2 separate regions of the Ovis canadensis genome follow, and region 1 is linked to region 2. The links are chromatin contacts, called in public Hi-C maps. All regions are on one chromosome and are shown on one strand. The core of a region is the stretch at or near the end of the contact, and the rest is flanking DNA. Distances in the headings are between cores, read along the strand shown. Region 1 has its middle 56 kb from the start of ARID1A. Region 2 holds the start of ARID1A (AT-rich interaction domain 1A).

Region 1 (2,700 bases), core at 141-2,640, 56 kb after region 2:
ACTGATACTAACAAAAAGGAAAAGTTTGTTGTTGTTGTTGTTACTGAGAGACAAATTATATCAAAATGTTTTCAAAACCAAAACCATGATCTCAAATTGGGGAAGGAATACGAGAATTACAACATCTAAGAGAAAATATTACACAGTGCGTTTAAAAACGACTTCACATTGAATAAATAGCCTATACACAACCTCTAAAGTCACCAATTGGCTCTTTTTCTAATTTAGAGGTCGCTACATAGTTGATTTGGGATAAATTGTTTCTATGGTGTTTGCCAACTGGGCTCGGTGGTTTGGCCGGAAGAATTGAGGGTGCCAAGACTGGGACTGGCTTTCCAAGGTTGCTTAAATTGTAGCAAGTCAAGGGTTTCTCTTTCCAAAGCCAGTTACAGTGGGGGACAACTCAAAAGGAGCCTTTTCATACTGTACATCGGAGTCTCCCGGCGAGAACACTAGCGTGGTTTACCATTCCCTCCTCCACCGGACCACGTTCTGTCAGGTAGTTAGGGAACATCACCCACTCAATGGATAGGAGTTTGAGAAAACTCCGGAGATAGTTAAGCGACTTGGCAGCCTGATGTGCTACGGGCCGCCGGGTCGCAGAGTCGTACACGACTTAGCGACTGTACAACAAGGAGCCTTTAGAGACAAGCTCGTCGGCGCTCTGGACTTTAACTTCCTCATCTGTAAAATGGAGCAGCCATCGCCTGCAGGAGGAATACAAGGTACTACCCAGAGGCCCACCAACGTGAACGCACCCATCCAGTTAGGGCTGGGAGGAGGCGGCGCCGAAAGGAGCGAGAACGGGGTAGTTTGCAGGAAGTGCTTAAGGGTTGGGAGGGGAGATAGAAGGCGGAGGCGGGAATGTGAAAGCTGAGCCCTAGCTGCGGAGTTCGTACCGAAGCTCAGGGGAGGCGGGGCGAAGCTGGGGTGAAGGGGTTAGTCAGTCGATGGGCAAGATGGGCCACCTCCCCCGAAAAGAGAGGGCTGGGTGCGGGGGAAGCTCTGAGGTGGCGGCTGAGGAACGTGGGGGGAGGGGGGAAGCGAACGCGCTCAGGAAAGGGGCGGGAAGCGCGCGCCCACCGCACGCATGCGCGCGCCTAGCTCCTCCAGGTCGCAGGCCTGGGTTTCTGACCGCGCGCCCAGCGCCGACGGTGCGGACGTTACTGGAGGAGGAGCCACACGAGCCTTCCCCGCCGGGACCTGAAGGTCCTGCAGCGCATTTCTCGAAGTGGCGAGTCGCCACTTGTCTCTTCACTAGGCATTTAGGAAGCAGAGAAAGGGAACACGTTTCTGTCTCTTCTTTTTTCGTTCCCCTCCCCCAAGGAGAGTGGGGAGGGAGGTCCTAGGCGTGTCAGGGAGAGTCCGCTCCGGGTTTTCCCGCCCACTTTAACTCTGTGAGCGCTTCGACCGCGCGGCGCTTCACTCCACCCGGCGCGTCCGAGCCCTCCGCCGGAACTCGTTCCGCCTCCACTACACATATTTCTCCAGGAATGGAAAGTGGGACCTCGGACCTCTTTCCCAGAGCTCCCCAGGCCAGAGAGCTGTTCCCAGTCTTTTCGGAGTTCCAACTCCCGACAGCCTCTGGCAGCTGGAATTCTCTGAATCAGGTCGCTCTCAGGGACTACTTGACGTCTCCGTGCGCTCGGTGGTGCGACCGCGCTCTGAGCTCTTCCTGGAAACTCCCGCCTCGGGGAGCCAGGAGAGCCCGGCCGGGGGGAGGGGAGCGGAGGGGACGCACACGCCCCCTGTCCCGGGGGAGGGCTCCGCACCCCCGCCCTCCTCCCCGCGGGGAGGGGAGGGAAGGCAAGGCAAGGCGAGGCAAGGCGCGAGAGGGGGAGGGGAGAGCGCGGGGCACGGAAACGAGGTGGGGGGGGCAGCTTCCCGCCCCACCCCCTGCCTGGAGAACAACGGGTTCCCGCTGCTGCCCCCTGCCGCCCACGGCGCCCCGCACCCCGCGCTCCTGCCCGGCCCCGAGAGGGGCGTCGGGGGAGCTGCAGCTGCCGGGGCCGTGGGAACCCGAGCCGACGCTTATAACAACTGACCGGTTTCCTGTCAGAAAACTTCCAGTTACTTTAGAGAAGCCCGTTGGGCCAGCTTGGTCCCAGGCGGAGTTGGCCACATTTCACTACAGCCCGGTGACCTCCCTTCTACTTTAAAACAACGGGGAATAAGCTTCGGGGAAGCAGTCGGTTCATAAAACCAAGAGCAACACCACGTTGCACCGCTCTGACTCAAAGGAAATTAAACAAAATACTGATTGTGGGGAATTTTTAAAGGGCTACTAAACAGAAGGAACTCGGGGTTTTTCAAGTGAAAGCTTTTTTCCCCTCTGTATGTACACAAAGATTTAAGTCATGAGAATTTATTACAGCAGTAATCTGCTTGTAAGCGTACATGAGTTTGTGGTTTAAAAAAACCTTAGTGAACTTTTTAAAAGAGAGGCGTTTGTTTCTGAATCCAACAGGAAAAAAACCAATTCGAAAAAGCCTGAAAAAGTTCAATTAGAATAGCAGCCACATTTCAACATTTCCCAGATTTTGCAATATTAAACTGTGAAGGTTTGTGCCAAATTTTAAGGCAAGAATTCTTACTGCCAAATTACAAATTTCTCAAAATGAGGGGTGTTCAACCAAATTGCTGCCAGACCCCATGAACAGGCACTAACAGCACTGCTATAATTACACCTTATTATCTCCC
Region 2 (2,700 bases), core at 3-2,502:
CCTCCCCCCATGGCCCCGAAGCGCTGCTGAGCGAAGGACGAAGACGACGAGGAGGCGGAGGCGCTGGAGGAGGGAGGCGGCTTGGAGCCGGCGGCCGCCGCCGCCGCCGCGCCGGAGCCCGGAGTGCCACCTCTCGGGGAGCTCAGCGCGTAGGCCTGGGGGGGCGGGGGGTAGGCGCTGCGGTTGGGGTAGTAGGAGTTGTACTGGTGGTTGGGGAAGCCGTGGTCGTGCGAGTTCTGCTGGGGCCCCGCGTAGGGCTCCAGGCCCCCGCCGCCGCCGCCGCTCTGCAGCGCTGCCAGGCCAGGGCTTTGTTGTCCGCCATGTTGTTGGTGGAAGACGGCGGCCGCGGCGGCGGCGACGGCAGACGGGCTCCGGCCGTAGGGTTGCCCGAAGCCGTAGGCTGGGGGCGGCAAGGCGGCCGCGGCTGAGTGAGGAGGCGCCCCCACCCCGTCGCTGCTGCCGCCGCCACCGCCGCCGGGCGGCTCCGTGAGGTTATTGTTCAGGGCGGGCCTAGGGCCCGCGTTCCCGTTCGAGTTCTTCAGGTCCGGCTCCGCGCCGGGCCCGCCGGCTCCGCCGCCGCCGCCACCCCCATTGCTCTCGGCCCCGTCCTGCAGCTCCTTTCCCAGTGGCTGCGGCGGCCCCACGGCGGGGCCCTCGCTTTCCTGCCCGGCGGCTGCCTTCATTTCCCCGCGCTCCGCCGCGACCGCCGCCGCCGCCTCGCCCCCCGCCTCCTCCCGCTGCTGCTGCTGCTGCTGCTCCGCTTTCTTCAGCTCCGAGGGCGGCGGCGGCGGGTTGCCCAGGCTGCTGGCGGCGGCGGGGGCGACCTGCGCGGCCATGATCCCCGCTGTCTCGTCCGCGGAGAGACCCGGCCCTGTCTTCGTCTTCTCTCACCCCCCTCCCACCCCACCCCGCCCCGGGGCCGAGTCCCCCCGGGCTTCCCTCCCCACCCGCCCGGGCGGGCCTCGCGGGGCTCCGCGGCTTTTGCGCTGCGCTCGCTCGCTCGCTCGCTCGCTCGCTCCTCTCCCCCCCGCCCCGCCGGCTCAGGCTCCGGGCTGGCGGCGGCGGCGGAGGAGGAGGAGGCGGCGGCGGCGGCCGAGGCGCCGGCGGCTCAGCTGCTCCCGGCTCTGTAAGCTCGGGACCCGGCTCTCCCGGCTCATTCCCCCCCAAGCCCTTGCCTGGGAATGAGGGGGGCGGTGGAGGCTCCGCTCCCCAGGGCCTGGCCCCGCTGTGACTCTCCGCTTTCTGCTGCCGGAGAAAGGAGGGAGGGAGGGAGGGGAGGGAGGGAGGCGAGGGGGAGGGGGCGGGGAGGGAGGGAGGGAGCGGGGGGAGGGGGACCCGGGACGGGCGGGCTGGAGGGCGCGCGGCAGCAGCCCGGGCGCCGGCAGGCAGAGTCGGAGCGTGGGCCGGGCCGGGCGCCCTGCCTCCCCTCCCCGGCCGCGGCGCCGGGCCGAGGCTGCTGCGCGGCGGCGAGCGGGCGAGCGGGCGGGCGGCCGGACTGAGCGGCTAGAGCGCCCCACTCTCCTCCGAGTCCCCCTCACTCCGACACGAGGCTCAGCACTGCCATTTTACCCAGCGCCGTCGCGGCCGCCTGGCAAACCCGGAACGGAGCGCGGAGCGGGGCGCAGGCCGTGGAACGGACTCGCTCCCTTCCCCTCACAAAGGAGGAGGGGAGAGAACCAGCCGCGGCGGCGGCAGCGGCGGCGGCAAGCGCTCTGCCGCTCTCGCTCGGCAGCGCCGCCGCCGAAGGCTTCGGGGAAAACCCGGCCCGGAGCTCGCGCCTCTCCGGAGCCTGCGCGCCGCCTCCCTCCTGGCCTCCCTATCCAGGTCGGTCCCCTTCGCGCCGCGGGCAGCGTGAACTTTACTCGCGGCTGCAAAATTGGCCTGAGCCCGAGACCGCGGCCGCCTCGGCCCAGGCCTGACCCCCCCTGGCAGCGGGCCTGGTCTCTTGGCCGCTACTTAGCATCTCCGCGGCACTTTTCCTTCTTCAAAGCCTTTTGCAGACCTGCTCCAAAGACCCAGCTGAGCTTTACGTTGTATCCTCTTTGCAAGCTGCATGGAATGACAGATCATTGTTTCAGACTTTCCGTTTTCCCACTCTCTGCCCTCATTAGCCGGTCCTCACAGGCCCTGGGGGCACGAAGTTCCTGATCCCCATTTTACAGACTCATAAGATAGCGAAGGGGACCGGCCTATCACTTAGCCTATCACTTACAAAGACAAGGGCAGTGGAGGGTGACTTTAAAAAGTAGCAGAGTCCCCAGTGCTGCCCCTGTCTACTTAGCGTTAGAAATAATAGTAATAAAAAGAAAAGTGGTGCCATATACAACAGTGGGATCAGAACATCAGAATGGGTTTGAGATCCAAGCTGGTCATCTCAACCGATATAAAATGGTCACCCCTGAAGATATTTTGGGGACATATGACCGCCTTCTTGGAGGAAGACACAAGCCCCACCTTTGCCCACAATGACCAAGGTCCCGTCTCCAAAGACAGTACCTGTAAGACTGTAACAGACCACAGAAGAGACTCCAGGGACTGGTGGAACCTGAGTGTTCAAAGGAACCTCTGCCGAAGAGGGATGACCAAATAGAGGGAACCGTTTTCTCCTTAAAAAGAGAGAAAAGGTGCAGTCTAACACCTCACTCAGAAAACAGATGCAGCCTAAATTTGTTTTTCTATCCTTCATTGTAAGGAATCATT

What was found. A called contact is a pair of places that touch in the nucleus more often than the background predicts.
Region 1: a contact with region 2 is called in a Hi-C map of lung, with 2.3 times the contacts expected there. The contact joins the enhancer-like site here to the promoter of ARID1A in region 2. A contact is called at or near these places in 2 of 2 Hi-C or Micro-C datasets (fibroblasts and lung).

Annotation. Positions count from the first base shown.
Region 1 is chr2:245,786,376-245,789,075 of ARS-UI_OviCan_v2, forward strand. No RefSeq gene overlaps it. Among named protein-coding and RNA genes, the nearest start is that of ARID1A, 56 kb to the left of the region's middle. Within about 2 kb of position 1,391, the one cell type or tissue checked has open chromatin away from gene starts, as enhancers often do. A contact at or near this core is called in fibroblasts, where this site is marked.
Region 2 is chr2:245,730,287-245,732,986 of ARS-UI_OviCan_v2, forward strand. ARID1A (AT-rich interaction domain 1A) reads right to left here and starts at 1,253. Exons shown (of 19, transcript XM_069574913.1): 1 at 1-1,253. The coding sequence starts at 836.